Linked DNA regions of Mus musculus: region 2 is linked to region 1. Evidence: chromatin contacts called from public Hi-C data. All regions are on one chromosome and are shown on one strand. Each heading gives the region's core, a stretch centred on a gene start, on an enhancer-like site or on the middle of the called end of the contact. The rest is flanking DNA. Distances are from core to core; before and after follow the strand shown. Region 1 has its middle 20 kb from the start of Gm24988. Region 2 holds the start of Rc3h1 (RING CCCH (C3H) domains 1).

The links. Hi-C and Micro-C count contacts between places; a contact is called where the count stands out from the background.
Region 2: a Hi-C map of liver shows a contact between it and region 1, with 2.4 times the contacts expected there. The contact joins the promoter of Rc3h1 here to the enhancer-like site in region 1. A contact is called at or near these places in 2 of 39 promoter capture datasets (liver and pre-B cells), 12 of 484 Hi-C or Micro-C datasets (the HL-1 cell line, the NIH/3T3 cell line, bone marrow-derived macrophages and 7 more) and 7 of 115 datasets of contacts at active chromatin or transcription factors (effector CD8 T cells, embryonic stem cells, epiblast stem cells and 3 more).

Annotation. Positions count from the first base shown.
Region 1 is chr1:160,854,631-160,857,569 of GRCm38.p6, reverse strand. No RefSeq gene overlaps it. Among named protein-coding and RNA genes, the nearest start is that of Gm24988, 20 kb to the left of the region's middle. Within about 2 kb of position 1,484, at least 28 of the 459 cell types and tissues checked have an H3K27ac peak or open chromatin away from gene starts, as enhancers often do. A contact at or near this core is called in liver and myocytes, where this site is marked.
Region 2 is chr1:160,905,030-160,907,968 of GRCm38.p6, reverse strand. It overlaps Rc3h1 (RING CCCH (C3H) domains 1), which reads right to left and starts at 1,558. Exons shown (of 20, transcript NM_001024952.2): 1 at 1,270-1,558.

The DNA.
Region 1 (2,939 bases), core at 235-2,734:
TGGAAGCTTATTACACTGACTTTTAGTAACAAATAGGCCTAGAACTTCTTAACTTTCAGAATTCTCAATTTCCAAGAACAATGCAATAGTTGCAAAAGCAGAGTGGTAGCACTGGTGGCAGGTGATTGTGACTTCTAATATTACAGTGCTCCTATGGGCCTTGCCTGCTGGAGCGCACAGCACCGGGGTCACCAGTATTAGCACTCTTGTGCCTAGGTTATCTCAATTCCCAACTGCAGGCCTTCTGGTGACCAGAGCCCATAGTTGTTCATCTTTAGATCTCACAGCCAGTATTAGGCACTTCTATTCCAGCAGACTGAGTTGCCTATTGACACACCAAAGCTGATGCTGTCCCCAGGTTCTTCCAGCATCCCTCAGTCCCTACTAGGTACAAGTAGGGACTTCTGGTTGGCATCTCCCACTTCCCCCTAAACTTCTCCAGCCCAGGGACTGTACTGAGCCCCCCCTTCTCTGGTCACTATGTAACGGAGCCATTTTGGTTACCTGTTCCCTTTGCTCTTTTAGCCAGTCTTTTGGCCCAGGCATCTCCTCTTGGTCAGGGGATCATCTCTTGCTCTACCTCCCTGTCTCTCTTCACTTGGCCCAGCTCCGCCTGACCATATTCACTCTGGACTCTTCCAGATACCTACCTCTGCCTCTGTCCATACCTGTGGCTCTGCTCTCCCCTCTGGCTACAGTAAACCTTACCATTCTTTGACCTCTCAAGCTATGCTTTTTACTTTTTTTTTTTTATAATTTAGAGATTTATTTTTTATTGCTTTAAAACTATGTATTGCTATATGTGTCTGCACGTGGGCATGTTCACTGAGTTCACATGCCCAAAAGAAGCCAGAAGCAGCAGATCCTTCTAAAGCTGGAGTTTCAGATCGATGTGAATTGCCTAATGTGGATGTTAGGAGCCCAATGCTCTGAAGATGCAAAAAGTGCTCTTAGCTGAGACAGTTCTCCAGATGCAGGCTAAGCTTTTTATTGGGTCTGATATTGCCATACCAGGGGCCAGGATAGGAGAGTATCCTCTGGATTGCTCACAAAGCATCTAGCCAGCCTGCTTAGAGAACCAGAGTGTGTGTGTGTGTGTGTGTGTGTGTGTCAAAGTCATCTGCACCAATCACAACAAAGGAAGACAGTGTAAGCTTCAGCTACAACCCAGTCCCCGACACCAGCCAATCACAACAGTCCCTCCCTCATACCAGTTACGGGCCTTTTGCTGGGCCACCAAGTGAGGTCCTCCAGCTATAGTCTGGGTGAAAAGATCTCAATGGTGAGTGGGGTCATCTAGAATTCATGGTGGCATGTCATGGCACACAGTCTGGTCTAAACAGTTTGAAATAGTTGTGGCCTGCCCAGCCTTGGTGCCTTCTGAAGTTAGAGCTGGCCTTCAAGAGGACGCAGCTCTGACTGTAGTGAAGGCATCTGTCCTGAAGTCGCCTGTGCGGTGTTCAAAGCAGCTGCTGTTGGCATGATCGCGGTCCAGCTGGCTGCTGGACAACAGGGCTTTGTTCAATTCGGCCAGGGAACAAGGAGGATCAGAGATGCTTCTAACAGCTATCATTTAGAAAGCTCGATCACTCAGCTGCCAGTATCTTAGCTTATCTAAAATAGATAGTAAGAGGGCTGTTTACCATAAAAAAAAAAAAAACTTTATCACTAGCATTAAAAGTGTTTTGACAGAATGTAACAGTGTCTAATTCTTGCCCCCATATCACCAGAAGATTAGAAGATTAGAAGATTCCAAAGCCAATCTCCCAGCCTGGCATCAAAAAATCATATGTAAGACTGAATTTTGTTTCTGGGACTCTCTTTTTGTTCTTTTACGTTTATTTAGTTAGCATGTGTGTGTGTGTGTGTGTGTGCATGTGTGTGCACACTCATGTCATAGGTCATAGGACAGCTTGCAGACTTTGTTCTTTTCTTTCTACCATGGTTCTGAGGATCCAACCCAGGCTGTTAGGCTAAGTGTCAAGCGGCTGTGCCCTCTGATCCATCTTGCCAACCCTGGGATTTCTTTTTCTAAAAGTATGAAGTTTCATGGTTTTAATAATATCTCGGAGGAACAGGTATGGTAGGCTATATCTGTAATTTAAGCTCTTGGGAGATAGAGGCAGGAGAATTATGAATTCAATGACAGATTTATCTGGGGCTTAACTAGATACTGAGCTCAAGGCCGATATGGGCTACATGAGATCTTGTATCAAAGGAAACACACACACACACACACCCCAAAACCACCACCATCAACAAACCCCGCATTGTGTACACTTAGCACATTTTGCAACACGTTTTCACACTAACAAACAGGAGAGACACTGGCATCCCTTTCTACTTTTGTTTTTTTGAGATAGGGTCTCACTATGTAGCTCTGGCTGTCCTGAGCTACATACTCATTATGTAGTAGAGGCTGGCCTCAAACTCATAGAGACATGCCTGCCTCTGCCTCCAGAGTGCTAGATTAAAGCTGTGTGGCACCATGCCTGGCTTGGCATTACTTTTTAGATATAGAAAAGGAGATTAACTGATTTTCCACAGTTTTTAATCATTAACAAATGGCAAAGACAAGGAAGAAAGGTTAAAGTTCTCTCAAAGTCTCCTGCCTATTTTGGGTCTGTAGTCTAGGGTTTATTCCAGCAGCTAAACCATCACCCTTTTAAGTACTAGCTACTGTCTGGATATTTTCTGTTGGTCTGAGTAGAGCCCTGCATGAGAATAACTAGGGATTTCATAAGCAGACTAGCTTTAAACACTCACAATTATGAGACATCTAGAACGTTAACATGAATGACCTAATGTTTTAAATTTCAAGTATCCTCTCTTTTGATTATGGGTCATTCTAGTTTTAGAACATTTAATGTTTTTGAAACTCAGGGCTATGCAGTTTAGAAAGATGGTTCTCTTTAACTCTTGCCACCTGGAGCTAGAAA
Region 2 (2,939 bases), core at 309-2,808, 50 kb before region 1:
TAACATAAAATGAGGTGTCTCATCCTAAGCCTAGCCACTTAAAACAGAACCACAACTGGTTTTTGTTTTTTGAAAACTATCAGTAAAAGTTTCTATTGTCTGGCATTTTGTTGGCTGAATTAGTTTTTTGATACAAGTCTTGTCAAATCAGGATACTCTGCCTCAGCCTCCTGAGTGCTAGGATTCACAGGCAAGCATAACGGCAGGCTAAAAGTATTGGAAATCTTAGAAAGTAGGCTTTAAATATGAAATTTCAAACAGAGAAAAAAGAATCTTCTCCAAATTTTGGGACAAACTGGAAAAAAAATGATTAGAATATGAGACAGACACATGAACTCCTAAGGGAGACAGATGAACCACTTCTCTGTCCTAAGTGCTTCCAGCAGATACCAAAGAGGTTAATGATATCGCCTCTGCTGTACACAATTCAAAATGGCTAGTTAGAAAAGTTCCGCTCAAACCTTAACAATCTGTCTCCGTGCTGCCAATAAGTGGCTTTGTTTCCAGTTTCACGGACTATTCTGGGATGTCAAGAGTTACATTATTGCTGCTTCAAAAAGAGCCCTTGTTTCGGCTAGCTCCCTCGGACCTGGGATGTGAGTACCGTGGTGTTTACAGAGACCTGATGTTTAGAACCTTGTTAGGAAAGGTCCACCCCTTACTACTCCATCCTTTACCAACAACCACATTTTGTGTGTTTTTGTTGTTGTACACTTATAGTCTTTTTGAAAAAGGCACCTGCACATGGTTTCGTCTTGGCCAATAGGGTTTATCTCCAGGAACTCCTGGGAAACCGACACCCTAAAACCCACTTGGCCAAGGGAGGAAGGGGGCTGGGGAGGGAGCAGCCACGCCTGGCAGCTAGGCAGGAGCGGCGGCTGTTTACAGGCGCCTACTCCCTCCCCCACCGCACAGACAGGGGTCCAAACAACATTTCCTGCGAGCAAACTCACCGCCCGCCCGCTGTCCTCCGAGGGACCTCGGAACCAGTCAGCCTCGGACCCCCCCAACCCCCCGCTCCCGCCCCAGCCTCCCCAGCCTTCCCGGCGTCCAGGGCGGCGTCCGCACCGCCCCTCGGCCTACCTACCCCGGCAGGCCCTCCGGGAGGCACGCGGAGGCCTGAGGCCTAAAGGACGCCGGCCACTGACAAGCCCTGGGGCCGGTCCCGAGCGCAGGGCGGGTGAGGACAGCCCCATCCCCGCAGTCGCTGCCTATTGTTCTCGGCCGCGGCCGCCCCGCTCCCCACACTGCCGACCGCCACTTGCTCACCGCTCTGGTCCGAGCAGCAGCTCCTCTCAGCTCCGAGTCCCTGCGGCCGTCGCCACCGTCGCGGCAGCCGCCGCCGCCGCCGCTGCCACCATCGACTCTGACTCTGTCCCAGGCCGCCGGACCACGGCCGTAGCCGCCACCGCCAGCGCCGCCTCCAGCCCCCCACCTGCTGCTGCTGAGGCTGCTCCTGCAGCAGGGGCCATCTTGTTGGTCGGCCTCCCCTTCCTCCTCCGCGTCCTCCGCCGCCCGTCGCTCGTTGTCCTCGTCCCCTTCCTCTTCCTCAGACTCCGGCCCGCCCCGAGACTGGGGCGGAGATGAAGGCGAGGCTCCTCCTCATGGGGCGTGGCCAACGGGGCGGGGCGTGGCTAACGAGGTGGGGCGTGGTCGTCTGAGGGCGGGGCCGGGAGGAAAGCTCTGAGTCACCGGCCCCAACGCCCTGTCGGGAGCGGGCGACGCGCCCCGCCCGTGTCTCGAGCGCTGTCGCGCCCCGAGTGGAGAAACTTGTCCCACCTCCTCCCGGGCCACCCGCCTGGCCTGTGGCCACAGTGCCTTTGGTGCTGGCAGGCAAGAGGCCAGGCGGTTCCCGTAAGCTCACTCCTATGGAGTCTCGCGCTGCCTCTGAGCTTGTCACTTTCTGAGGTCTGGACTCTTCCTCGACTCTAGCATCTTTTTTCTTATATGCTACCTCTCCCCAGCCTCACTCGCGCTTGTGTGTGTGTGTGTGTGTGTGTGTGTGTGTGTGTGTGTGTGTGTGTGTGTGTCTGTGTGTGTGTGTCTGTGTGTGTGTCTGTGTGTGTGTGTCTGTGTCTGTGTGTGTGTGTATGATGGCGTTTCTCTTAAGCTCTGGACTCTTCCTCTTGTATCTGTTTTGCATCCCACCCCTTTCCAGTACCCTGTGTTGTGGGGTGTGTGTGCACACATCTTCGACATAATTCGGTTTAGCCAAATTCTGGAGAACCGAAAGAAACGGAATTCTAATACTATATAGTATTAAATTTATATTCTAATTTTCACATTAAAACTGTCCTCAAGTCAACACCATAAAATGCTCCCCGCTCTCCTTCTGCTTCCTGCTTTGTCTGTGAAAGCAGAGAATTTGTTGTTCTGTCCTTTCTTTTTTTTTTTTTTTTTTTTTTTTTGTTCTGTTTTTGAGACAGGGTCTCTCTATTATATACCCTTGGCTATCCTAGAAATTCTTCTGTAGACCAGGCTGGCTTTGAACTCACAAGAGTTCCATCTGTCTCTGTCTTCCAAGTGAAGGAATTAAAGGCATGGGCCCCATGCCCAGACTGTCCTTTCTTCACTGTAAACTCACCAACATCGATTTAAAACAAACAAACAAATTACTTCCACATCTCACAAGAAACAATTACTGGGTGGCTGTTGGGCTTGTTTGGGCTTTGTTTTGGTTTCTTTTTTTTCCCCGTGGGTGTTTGATTGTTTGTTTGTTGTTGTTTTGGTTTGGCTGGGTTTGTTTTATTCCCGGAACAGAAAATCCTGGAGCCTGGACTGACCTGGAAGTTCTGAACCTCTGCTCCCTGAGAGCTCAGATTATAGGTATGGCCACCTAGCCATACCTGGCCAGGCTTTGGTTCTTGAGACAGGCTCTTGCTTTGAGACCAGGGTGGCCTGGAGCACGTTCACGGGCTCGTCTCTCACCTCATTTTTAA